Linked DNA regions of Mus musculus: region 2 is linked to region 1. Evidence: chromatin contacts called from public Hi-C data. All regions are on one chromosome and are shown on one strand. The core of a region is the stretch at or near the end of the contact, and the rest is flanking DNA. Distances in the headings are between cores, read along the strand shown.

What was found. A called contact is a pair of places that touch in the nucleus more often than the background predicts.
Region 2: a contact with region 1 is called in a Hi-C map of the AML12 cell line, with 2.3 times the contacts expected there. The contact joins the promoter of Ntm here to the enhancer-like site in region 1. A contact is called at or near these places in 1 of 39 promoter capture datasets (hippocampal neurons) and 13 of 484 Hi-C or Micro-C datasets (the AML12 cell line, the HPC-7 cell line, brain and 5 more).

What each region holds. Positions count from the first base shown.
Region 1 is chr9:29,326,944-29,332,733 of GRCm38.p6, reverse strand. The region is part of intron 1 of Ntm (neurotrimin); the gene reads left to right. Among named protein-coding and RNA genes, the nearest start is that of Ntm, 83 kb to the left of the region's middle. Within about 2 kb of position 2,008, at least 3 of the 459 cell types and tissues checked have an H3K27ac peak or open chromatin away from gene starts, as enhancers often do. A contact at or near this core is called in the AML12 cell line, where this site is marked.
Region 2 is chr9:29,409,712-29,416,319 of GRCm38.p6, reverse strand. It overlaps Ntm (neurotrimin), which reads left to right and starts at 3,635. Exons shown (of 7, transcript NM_001357602.1): 1 at 3,635-4,764. The coding sequence starts at 4,598.

The DNA of each region.
Region 1 (5,790 bases), core at 759-3,258:
TTAATTATAAAGTCTACTTGCTTTTCCCTCCCTTCATTTTAAAATCTTAGTTTATTAAGCATTTATTTATCATGTCACCAGATGTGTGGCACACATTTATATGTAACAACACCAGAACAAGACTTCCAAGTTTTCTGTCTAATCCCTCTGGTCTTTCCACTCAGCACTTTGTCTCATGCACCCATGTGTTAATATTTGCCTAAACACTTCAGCTCTTGGTTCTGGCTCATTCGATTTTAATGACCCTCTTTGTCTGGAATGTAAGCTTCATGAGGCCCCGGGTTATTCATTGCTTGAAGAATTGTTCATTGTTTAAAGATTTACTCCCACTGCCTTTTAAAAGGATTCCAATAAACATTCTGTGAGTGATAACTGATTTTTTTAGTTCTTAAGGAATATAATTTCTGGTATGGGAAATCTGATGGATAGGAATATAATGATGAAGCAAAGATGGTTATATTATTCTAAAATGTCTCTGTGTTAATCAAAAAGGTAAAAGTGGGAAAGAGAAATATTTCTGTATGGATCTTTCATTCCATATAAACATTACTTTTACAGTATTTCATTGAAATTTTAATCCAAATAATTTGCTTCTATGGACAAAAAGGCAGTGCTCTAAATGGTAGAGTCATTTTTTTTTTTAATGAAGCTGAAGAGCCGGCAAGTGGGAGACATGCATTCATCGGGTCTGCCTAGCTTTTTTTATCTATATTAATGATTTTCAAATATTTTATATCAACTCATAACTCACCATATTTTAATTATAAAGGACAGACAAGCAAGTACACATGCACATGTGTATATGTAAGCCACCTGAATATACAGGCCAGTTTACTTACTATGTGTAAAAGTAATGTTCTACCCTACTCTCTCACATCCTATCCTGTATTTTAATTTGGCTTTACAACAAAACAAACTAACAGGTTTCAGAACAGGCCTTGAAAGTCTTTGCCCTTGATGTGGTATCTGGAGACCCAGAGACTGAGAGAAGTTGCCTGAGATCTTGGTGGAAGACATATGTGTCCTGTGGGCCTTATGTGGATGCTACAAATAAAAGAAATTTCTTACTGCCATGAAAGTGTTAGCTTTTTCAAATTAGATGACTCTTGGTTTGCTTGTGGTGTTCCTGTCCCCTTTGGGGCCATGATCCTTCTTTTCTTCCACAATAGTCTCCAAGCTCCATCTACTGTTTGCCTGTGGTTATCTGTATCTATCTGAGTCAGCTGCTGGGTGGAGACACTCAGAGAACAGCCATGCTGGCTAGGATCCCATCTATAAGCATAATAGAATATCATTAATAGATTCAGAGATTGCTGTTTGCCCATAGTATGGGTCTTAAGGTGGGCTGGATATTGGTTGGCCATTGCTTTAGTCTCTGTTCCATCAAGTGTGCCTGCATTGCTTGTAGACAGGATAAATTTTGTTTGAAAATATTGTGGATGGGTTGACCAACAGAGTCAACTAACCTGGACCCTTGGGGCTCTCAGAGTCTGAACTGCCAACTAAAGCAGTTATGTGGGCTGGACCTATGCCTCCTGCATATATGTGTAGCTTGGTCTTCATGTGTGTCCCAAACAACTGGAGTGGTGGCTATCCCGAAAGTTGTTGTCCATATATAGGGATATCTAGCTGAGCTGCCTCAGAAGGAGAGGATGCACCTTAACTTGCAGAAACTTGATGTGCTAGAGTGGAGTGATATCCAGGTGGGCTGCACCTGCTCAGAAGAGAAGGGGAGGAGGGAGGAGGGAAGGATTATGAGAGGTGGTGACTAGGAGCTGGGTAGTGAGTGGGATGTAAAGTGAATTAGTAAAAAAAAAATTAAATTAAAAGTGTTAGATTTTTTAAGCAAGTGTACTCATATAACTTAGCCTTCGCCTTCTGTTAAATAATTCATTTGCTTGGTAGTCTCTGGTGCTGATGAGAGCAAATCACTGTGTTCAAATATGCTGTGTTGTTCACTTGGACAGTCACTCAGTTGACGATTAGTCATTTTCTGAGGAAGTCTGAGTGGGATACACACTGGAAGCAATGTTGAGTCACATAGAATGTCTGCCCCTGAGGACATGCTTCCTGTCTTGATCTATGCAAGCTGCTGTAACAGAATACTATAGGTCACAGTGTAGAAGTAGTAAATCATTACTCCTCATAATCTGAAGGGTTGGGATTCATGATCAAGACCTTGGCTAATTTGGAGTCTGGTAAAGGGCCTACCTTTCCATCGTGTTTCTTCTTGAGTCTGGACACATGAGAAAGGATAGTTCAGTTTTCTGGGGTAACTGCTCATATGGATACTAATCCTATGATGAATGGATACTAATCCTATGATGAAGGGATACTAATCCTATGATGAATGTTCTGCAATCAGGACCTAATCCACACTCACACCCTCTAAATACATTTTCTGACATTGGTACCTTGGCTAATATGTTTCAGTATATGGCTTTTGGGGACACAAAACTATTCAAGGCATACCATTTATACTTAACTTGAAGTTCTTTGTGGACTGACTTACAACTCTTCCTTTGCCTGGGGCTATTTCACTCTACAAAAAAATCCCCAGGGAACAGGTGTAGCAGGGTAACATGGCAATGTTGTATTGAGCTTTCTCCATCTTGAAGTTGGATTAGTAAGTAAAAATGTAGCTTATTCCTGGTGAACTGGCAATACACTGATTGGAAGTGGTAGTCCTTCTTTGGACAGTATTCCTTGCCAATGGCAGGTAGGCATGGTGGTGTGGGCATGGCAGGATAGGTATGGTGGGATAGGTTTTGTCATCACCCCTTCTGGCTGAGACAAGGTTTTTCTCCATGTGAAGGAAATGAACATTGCCAGATCCAGGTAAAGCAGTTCTCTAGAGAAATTGACATGTGTGCTGTATGGCCATGCCGTTTCTTGGACAGTTTTCTGGGCCTGATGAGTTGAATGTTGGTGGAGCAAAGAAGGCTGCTGAGATTATAAAAAAGTAAAGGTGAGTGACAAGAAGGCTTCTAATTAGAGGGCTCCCCCCATTTAAATAGGGTTTAAATGACCAAACTATAATCCTCCAGATATTATGATTCTTTTTTAATGGTAAGCCTTTGTAGTAATGGGCCTGGATTGTGGATTTGGTAAAAGGACAAACTAAGCACCAGGTGAAGTACATCTATCTGGGTCTGTAAGTTTAGCACTCATGGGTCTGGAACCTTCATTTTAGAAAACACTTGATTTTCAGTTATATAATAGTGAGTGAGCACAGAGAGACCATTTAGTGGTTAAACATGCATGCTGCTCTTGTAGATGACCAGAGGTCAGTTTCCAGCCCCTATGGCAGGTGGCTCACAATGTGAGAGTCCAGTTTCAGTGTATCTGATGCCATCTTCTGGCCTCTACTGGCACCTAGACACAGGAGTACAGACGTACATTTACACATAAGAAATAAAAAAAGTTAAATCTTAAAACTCTTGGCACAGGGGACTGGAGAGATGGCCCAGTGCTTAAGAGCATTGGCTGTTCTTCCAGAGAGCCTGCTTTCAATTTCCAACACCCGCATGGTGGCTCCTAGCTGCCAGTAACTCCAGCTCCAGTGGATTCAACTCTCCTATCCCGACATGTGGGCAGAACACCAATGTACACAAAAATAAACAATTGCTTAAAAAAAAGTGACACTGAAAACTTTATTGGTTTTACAATCAATCATTGGGATATGTTGCTTCCTAATACATAGGGAAGGGTTCCCTTTTAAAATATTAAACCCTTCTATGTGATTCTAATATATTAGACAATCCTGAGCCTAATATCTTACCATAAAGGGAAACTTTACAAAAATAGACTAATTGGGTAAATTAGTATTGACAGATACACATTTATTCTATTAAAACATTTTTTATGTGTATATCATTGCTTTATTGCAACTTCGAAGCATTTTTCCCATTTTTTCCCCCGAGACAGGGTTTCTCTATATAGCCAGGTCTGACTTTGTAGACCAGGCTGGCCTCAAACTCAGAAATCCACCTGCCTCTGTCTGTCAAGCACTGAGATTAAAGGTATGCACCACCACCACCCAGCCCCGTTTTGTTCTTATGAAATTATTTCAAATTATGTGTTTTCTTTATCAAAGAATCAGATTACATTATTATATCATAATGATAACTCTACTTGGCATAAAATGAATTATTAAAATAATTATTTAATATACAAGATGAGAAAAGGGCTAAGGTAATAAAAGTGTAGCACGTACTTCTTTATAGGTGGGGGGATGTTTCCCAAGGAAGCTGGGTCAGTTAAACTTGGGGAATGTTTAGGTGAAGTTGAAGTTGATTGAGTCTCTCCTGTGTATCCATCAGCTTTGGCAGATTTCTGCTTCAATAACAACTGCCTTAAATATTTCAATGACTGACAACAGACATGTTCACACATATATGGAGACATACACACATCTATTATTTAGATTTTAGGACGAAGCTTGAAGGCGTAGGTTAGAGTTTAGACCCCGAATCTTGCTCCAGAGAGAAAAGAAGAGCAGAGCCACATAACTGCTCCCAAAGCTGCCAGTTTATAATAAGATGTGAGACTTCTGTTCCATTTTGTGTTGACCACAGCAAGTCAGATGACCAAAACTGATGTCAGTGCACTGAATACTATAACTCTTTCCTGAAGAGAAGCTGCAAATATTTGGAACAACTAAACAACACACCCCATAGTGTTATTGTGTGAGCTAGATCGCTGGAAGCTGGGGTAGAAGAATCAATCTTATTGATCTTGACCCTCAAAAGCAGCCAGTAAGTTTAACAGAATAGATTTTATACACTGTGTTTTGAAGACAACAAAACATAAAGATAAAGACATTAAAAAAAAAAAAAAACAACTTTCCAAGTCTCATAGCCAGTGACAAGAAAATTGCTGATTTCAATAGAAGGGTAGATCTTTCTTCTTAACTTAAATGCAAATCTTATACTCTCCTTAATGAGGACTTCTTGTGTGTGTGTGTGTGTGTGTGTGTGTGTGTGTGTACAGTGTGTGTGCATAAGTGGGTTTGCACATGTGTGTACAGGTGTGTATATGGAGGTCAGAGATAATCTGCTGTTGGCCATCCCCTTATTAACTCTCCACATTGCTTGTGTTCTATTTTGAGGGCCTGGGGATTTGAACCTAGGGTTTCATGCACTCCAGGCAGGCTTTCTATCACTGACATCTATTTGCAGCCACAGCCTGGGTTTTTGAGACACTGGTTGACTCTCCGGTTCATGGATTCAGCTACACTATGTGACTAGCGAGCCCTGGGAAGCCTCTGTGTCTGCTTTTGCAGCATGGAGCTAACAGGTGCATGCTATCACAAACAGATCTTTTTGTTGTTTTTATATGGATACTGGTGACCAAACTTGGGTGCAAATGGTTCCAGGCAAAGTTGGTAAATCTGAGCCATCTTGAGCCTATATTTTATGTTCTTTAAGGTGGCTAAATTGAAATTCAAGGCACTTATTGCTGTTCATAAATATAATCTTTAGTTTTAACATTCAGATTTTTCATTCAGGAGTGCGTGTGTGTATGTATATGTGTGTGTGTGTGTGTGTATGTGTCTGTGTGTGTAAATGTGTGTGTGTATGTGTGTGTATGTGTGTATGTGTATATGTGTGTGTATGTATGTATATATGTGTGTGTATGTGTATATGCGTGTGTATGTGTGTGTGTGTATGTGTGTGTGTATTTGTGTGTGTATGTGTGTATATGTGTGTGTGTGTGTGGGGGGGCTCAGGTTCTTTCTATCTTCTTCAGGACTTGCCAAATGCTACTGTAGATCTTAACCTAAGTGCT
Region 2 (6,608 bases), core at 2,386-4,885, 82 kb before region 1:
TCCAACTCTTGGGATGCACTCTCTAGATAGCTACCCTTTGTATTTTAGCACTTTGATTTTGGCTCATTCAGTTGACCTCCATACCTTTTGCCCTACAGCCTCTGTGCTTTGTGCATCCCTCATACAGTTCTGTGGGTTTCAAAGCCCACGGACAGGCAGCCATGCCCCTGGCTTTTCTTCTTCTCCTTCTTCTCAGATCTCTCTATTTCTGACCTCTTTTTTGTCCATGCAGCGATCTTCCCGTCTTCATGATGCCTTGTTGTTCTTCCCACTGAAATCCTAACACACTCGAGTACAGCCCGATGAGCAGGGGTTTTTATTGTGATCCTGTATTCATAGAGGAGCAAAAAATAGCACACATTTTTTCCAAAGCCCAGCCCTTCCCTATACCCCTGGAGGCACCTCTTTATCCAGATTTACACTGCTCTTTCTGATTAAATCTTCCAATATCTATTTGATGTCAGGCCACTCACTAACCACCCTGCATTTTTCATCTTGCCTGTACTTCTGTTTGAAATCTCCACCAGGAGAGGGGGGCCTTTCCCTTTTGTAGAGAACTAGAGCTGGCCTTTCTTGAGCTACTGCTCTGTCTCTTGTTTCTTGCATGGTGGAATAGTCATGGCTCTTTAGCTCACTCTAGCTTGCTGTGGGTAACATGAAGTACAAAGAAAAAGAAAAACCGAGTGGACCGACCATCTTCAGGAGAAATCCTGTTCAAACCCTAGTTCAGTGTACAGGTGCCAGGTCAGGTGGAAGCCACCACACATTCTAATCTGCTTGTGTGTGTGTGTGTGTGTGTGTGTGTGTGTGTGTGTGTGTGTGAGAGAGAGAGAGAGAGAGAGAGAGAGAGAGAGAGAGAGCAAGCTTGAAAGGTATTGTCCTAAAGATATTTTTATAACCTGAAGCAATTACAGCTGTCAGTGTAGAGACAAGCTGTGACAAGTTGATTTATGTGTACAGTATATGTGTATGTGAGAAAGACGGGAGGAAGGAGAGGGGATGGGAGGGGAAATGAAGGTGGAGGTGGCGCTCCTTAGGAGTCTGCTTTCCAGGAGGCAGAGAGGAAGTTGTTTCTATAAAGAACACAAATAATGAAATTGCTCTGACTGTCATCCCTTTTTCATTAACTCAGATATGCTGGGAAAAATAAAATAAATCCAGCAGTTTTTATGAAGCTAGAGACAGGATATAAGATAAGCCACTAAGTGCTGGTTATATTTAGGGATTAGGGGATGGGAAGGCAATTGACATGCGATTTTGATCTTCGTCTTTTTAAAGCACGTCTATAGCAAGTTTGAATAAAGCCGATCTGTCTTGTTAATTAGGTGGGAATCTCTGACCTTAGGCCACTTTCTTGACTTTTATTTGTGAGTGGAACTTGGATTCCCTAGGCCCATGGAGCAGAGGTTGTGAGTGGCTTTTCTTTGTACTCCTAGAGAGACCTGAGCACTGTGGGGCTTTCTGTGGACAGCCACTGGGAAGCTGAAGGTTCGCACTGTTCCTCATGGTCTGAGACAAAAACATTCTGCCTGTCTAAGAAGAAATGCATTCATGTCTCAAGGAGCCCGTGAGGATTATTTTTTCTGTCTAGCCATAATAACAAAGCAGAAACAGAAAAAAAATGTATTAATAAAGGCTCTTCCACCCTAAATGGTTTTCTAAGTATTTTTCCTGTAGAGTTAATCATGTATGTAGGTCCCTTGGGACAGCCTGTTGGTTGTCATTATCCCCATTTGTAGATGCAAAACCTAATGCTCATTTGCACCTATTTGGAATTAGATGCAAGAGACCGAATTAGAATTTGTCATGAAAGGAGTCAGCTCCATTCATTCTCAGGCCTGGGTCTGGAGGGAGATGGCTCCAAAGCCCAAAAGGAGTTTGTTTCCATGCGTGTGGCATCTAGGAAGAGGGCTTGTGATGGGACCCTAGGAGGATAGTTAGTGGATTATTAGTAATGCGCTGGATTTAAGGGAAGAGCCTTGAACCCAGAAGCCTATTCATCAGCAAAGAGAAACTCACACTTTCTGCCCCTGCTCATGAAACTCTTGACAGAACCAAACAGTTTAATTTCACATTTTCATATTTTCCCACTGGAGAATGAGACAAAATAGGCTTTGGAAAAAAAGCCATTTGTTGCTGTCATAAGTCAACAGTCAGCATTTTGGGGCACCATACGTCAAAAGGTATGGTCAAAATAGTGAATGAGTTCCCTGAGACTTTAATATCAGAAGAAGTCACTAGAGGAGACAATAGGGAATTGGTAATGAATTGATGTCAAGTACTCTGCTACCTCCAGTGTAAAGCTGCTCAATACTTCACAGCCCAGAAGTGTCTGGGCAACTACAAAGCTAGAAAAGCTAGCTTACTCATCTTCTTTTGCCATTTTTGAGTTTGGTTAACACATTCCACAGCTGACCTCTACCCACCCCTCCACTGTAGTAGTGTGAGGGGGAGATTGTGGGACAGGTGCACGTGTGGATCCTTACATACTATCTACATGGAAACGGCTGGTGTGACTCCATAGCGTCAATGTTCATTGGTACCAGCACCTCTGAGGTTAATAATGGTTCTGTAGTAATGTTTTCTTCGTATCTGGTGTTGGATGGCTTTGGGGAAGCACTCCCCCCCACCCACTTTTATTTCATAGACTTTTTAAAAAAAATAGTGCCCCAACTGAATGCAAGAGAAAGTCTAGGGAAATAAACAGAACCAGTGTACCCCCATTCCTTTCCCAGTAACAATTCAGGACAGTATTGGGAGCTCAGGACTGGAAATTCCAGGGAAGGGAGCCTATTGGCGTTACCCACACTGTTCTAACGGATCTACCCTGTTCCCTGTACAGGGACCAGGCATGGTCCATCAGAGTTAGTGTGAAGGGAGAAACATGATGTAGGCACAGAGGAACCAGCAGCAGACAGAGAGAAGTCACAGAAGCTCAGGCATATCCAGTCTTTCTTTGGGCTTCAAAGATTTAAAGAAAGCCACGCCTCTTGGAGATGAAATCAGGTACGCCAGAGTGTGAACCCAGAACCCAGAGAATCTTCTTTATAAACAAGGCTGTGGCTTACACTGGCCCATGCCTGTGTACCTTTTACCCAGTTAGCATTCTCAGTGTCTGGGGTGAGGTTGGGGAATTGAAAAAAGGCTGTGTTGAACTTGACCAACATTTTAAAGGGATTTTGCTCACTCCATCAACCAAGGTCCTTCTGGAATTTCCACATTTATATTTTACGTGGACTATCTCTTAGAATGGCTGTGTTGAGTCTGCGGGGTTTTAAGAGGGTGGGTGTAGTGCAAAGGGTGGTGTAACATTGAATAAAAATGAGATTATTTAAAGCATCTTCCTAACGTTGTAAATGTACTCTCAATGCTGATAGAATTAATTTGACCATTTTAAAGGTGCACATATGCATGCTGCAGGCTCTTCTCTTCCTAGTTAGTTTGTGACCCTTATTAAGATGTCTAGGGTTATTAAGACCTCACAGTAACTTTGTCTTCTTAATTGCGAAGAGCTAGCTCTTCAAATCCGGAAATGGTTAAAACGGTGGCCAGAGGTGGTACACCGCCCTGCCCTGGCCCGGCGCGGCGGGGGTTAAGGTGGGCGCCCGCGCCCCGCACCCGCCAGGATGAGCGCACAGTCCGTGCCTCCCGCCAGCCGGATCGCTTGGAGTCGGCAAGGAGAGAAAGTGGCGGTCAGGGATGGAGCTGCTGCCATGACAACCCCGGCGGTCGGGGCCCGCGCGCGTCGGGGCTGCTCCCGGGAGGAAGGCAGCGCGGAGGCCGGGGGCGGCCGCTGAGCGTGGCGTCCGCGGCTCCGGTGGTGCCGACTGCGCTTCGTCTTCTGCAGCGAGCCAGAGAGCGGGCTAGGGACCGCTGCGGTCCGCCCCTGCCGCGCCGCTCCAACCTTGCTGCTGCGCTGCAGAGACAGCCCAAGCTGCAGCGCGAATCTGGGCTCTGAGCAAGTTGACCGTGGCTCTGCGGCAGGATTCCCGAGTCCGGATTGCAGGAAGCCGGCTTAGCAGGCGCCTCCTTGCTCCCTCCGTGCCGCCTCTTGCGTGCTCTACTTTCCATCTGCTATTGTTCCAGATTGTTTCTGGCGCCGAGCCTTGCTCTGAAACTTAAGAAAGTGCTGGATTTCCTCTCGTTCGACTGAGGAATCGTAGACCACATCTGGGTAGCTGGATTCAACCCAGCCACAACCCCGTTGGATACCAAAGTGCTTACTCCTGTCCAAAGTGCCATGCCTGAACTGCTACGGGGAAGAGGCAGCTTCTGAGACCCGCACCTGTGCGCCTGCTTGCCTGCCTTGCGCTTCTCCTTCCTGGCCACCTTCCTGGCTACAGGCAGCACGGAGAAAGTCCGCCTCGGATGTGTGTGGAAACTGGTTCTCGGAGGCTGCGAGCTGAGGCTGGATTTAGGGGAGGAATATTAGACTTGGAGGAGTCTGCGCGCTTTTCTCCTCCCAGTGCATCGCGCGGTCGCCGCTAGTTCATCGCTGGGTCCCCGCGCTCACTCCCCACCCCACCCACTTCCTGTGCTCGCCCGGGGGGCGTGTGCGTGCCACTACCGGAGTTCTGGGAAGTTGTGGCTGTCGAGAATGGGGGTCTGTGGGTACCTGTTCCTGCCCTGGAAGTGCCTCGTGGTCGTGTCTCTCAGGCTGCTATTCCTTGTACCCACAGGAGTGCCGGTGCGTAGCGGAGATGCCACCTTTCCCAAAGCTATGGACAACGTGACGGTCAGGCAGGGGGAGAGCGCCACCCTCAGGTAGGGAACTGCCACTCTACTAAATGATGATTTGTTTCGGCTGGGGCAAAGGGGCAGGGGTGCGGGTGTGTGCTCTGGAGCAAGCCAGGGCTAGTGGAGAGATCCCTAGCTTGCTGCGCTGCACAATTCCTGGATGAGCTAACTGCTCTACCAAGGAATGTGGCAACCTCAGGGTAATGCTAGGGGAGAGCTGTGCTTTCCAAACCTGGCTCCTTTGACCCAAGGGTTTGTTAAAGGTGAGGGATAGCTGTCTTATTTTGAAGCCAATGGTCCTGCTACTGCCTTTTCCCGAGCCTGACAGCTATGGTGACCTGGGGCTTGGCTGAGACTCAGCATGGATGATCTCCCTGCTGAAGTTAATGAGTCCCAAAGCAGGGATCTGGCTTGGTGTGGATGCCCTCGCACTACCCGTGCCATTGAGAGTTGCCACAGGGTCTGGACTCTGCAAAAAAAAAAAACCTCTTTTCCTGAGCCTGGATTTTACTAACGTTTTTTTCCTGGGTTGTCTGTTCCATGATACGGTGGGCAGAGGCAGATGTGATTTCCTGTCTGAATGTGGCTTTTGGACACTGGTACCATGGACTGTGATTTGTCTGTGGAGAATGCCTTCTACACGAGTGGACCGTGCTCTGATTGTTATGCATGCTCACCAAAGCAGCATGTACAAAACTTGGCACTCAGCAAACCCTAAGCTTTAGTGTTGTGTTGGGTCGGTTCTGGGGTTGAGGGTTGCAAGCTCTGGGGAGGAGGAGGAGAAGAATCTTAGCTACATTTTGTGCTAAGTGGGGCAAGACTGTCTCCCTCGCGATATTGCTACTGAAGCACTGACTCCATTTCCAGTTGATAAAACCACACCACTCACAGGAGGGCTACACGCCGGATGATTGTAATGGGAAATTCTCATCTCTGGAATTTTTAAGGGAGCAAGCAACTCTCCGTACCTCTCCTTGACTTAGTGTGTCCTTTTTAATAAAGTTTTAAAAACTGGCCAATGGTACTGACTGCAGGCAACAGGAAACTATTTTCATCCTCTAACGTGGAGATTCTTGGGAAATGAACCTTGGCCTTGGTGCCAAATGTCCTGGTTCCATCAGTGATGAGCTTGGAGTACCTGTGGACTGTGCACAGGGTACCCACAGGACAGACGATCTTGGGGAGTGAGTGCTGATATTACAGAGTTGAGTTGTGAGGACATTTTCAAAAAATACACGTGATTTAAAGAAACCACACAAGGGGCTGCAAACATCCCCAAATCCTTTGTCTTTGAGGACCTAACTCTTATGACTCCAAGGAACTCCTGGTTACTTATTGTCACATGAATGAACTTTGTAGGGACTACTTTAGATTAAGATGAACTATCTGGTTTTAAATATGCATCGGTTCCAGACTTCTTCAAAACAAAGACAAACCTCTAAACAATATAGTCAAGAAAATTTAGTGTTCTGTAGATGCCCCCTCTGACCCTAATCCTTGGCTACAGGGAGCAGACCTCCAGGGACAAAATAGAGACACTATCTATGGTGGATTGTTTTAGATACACATAGACACCTATCCACACACAGAACAGTGACAAAAGAGAAAAGAAGTTGGTCAGTGACCTAGAGATCTGAAGCTATCAATAGACCTCCACAGTGACTCTCACATTCTAAGGGAAGCAAGGGGATTGGAGTGACCAAAATGTCACCCCAGGACAGCAGTAGTCCCATAGTTCAGGAGGATATGGCCTTTTGAGAGTGACTGTATCCAGCAGGTGCCAGGGCCCTGGACTTGTTTCTAACAGGGCATTATTATGTATTGACTGCTTTGCTCTTGCCGTAGTCTCTTTCAGACACCAGCGTTTGTTT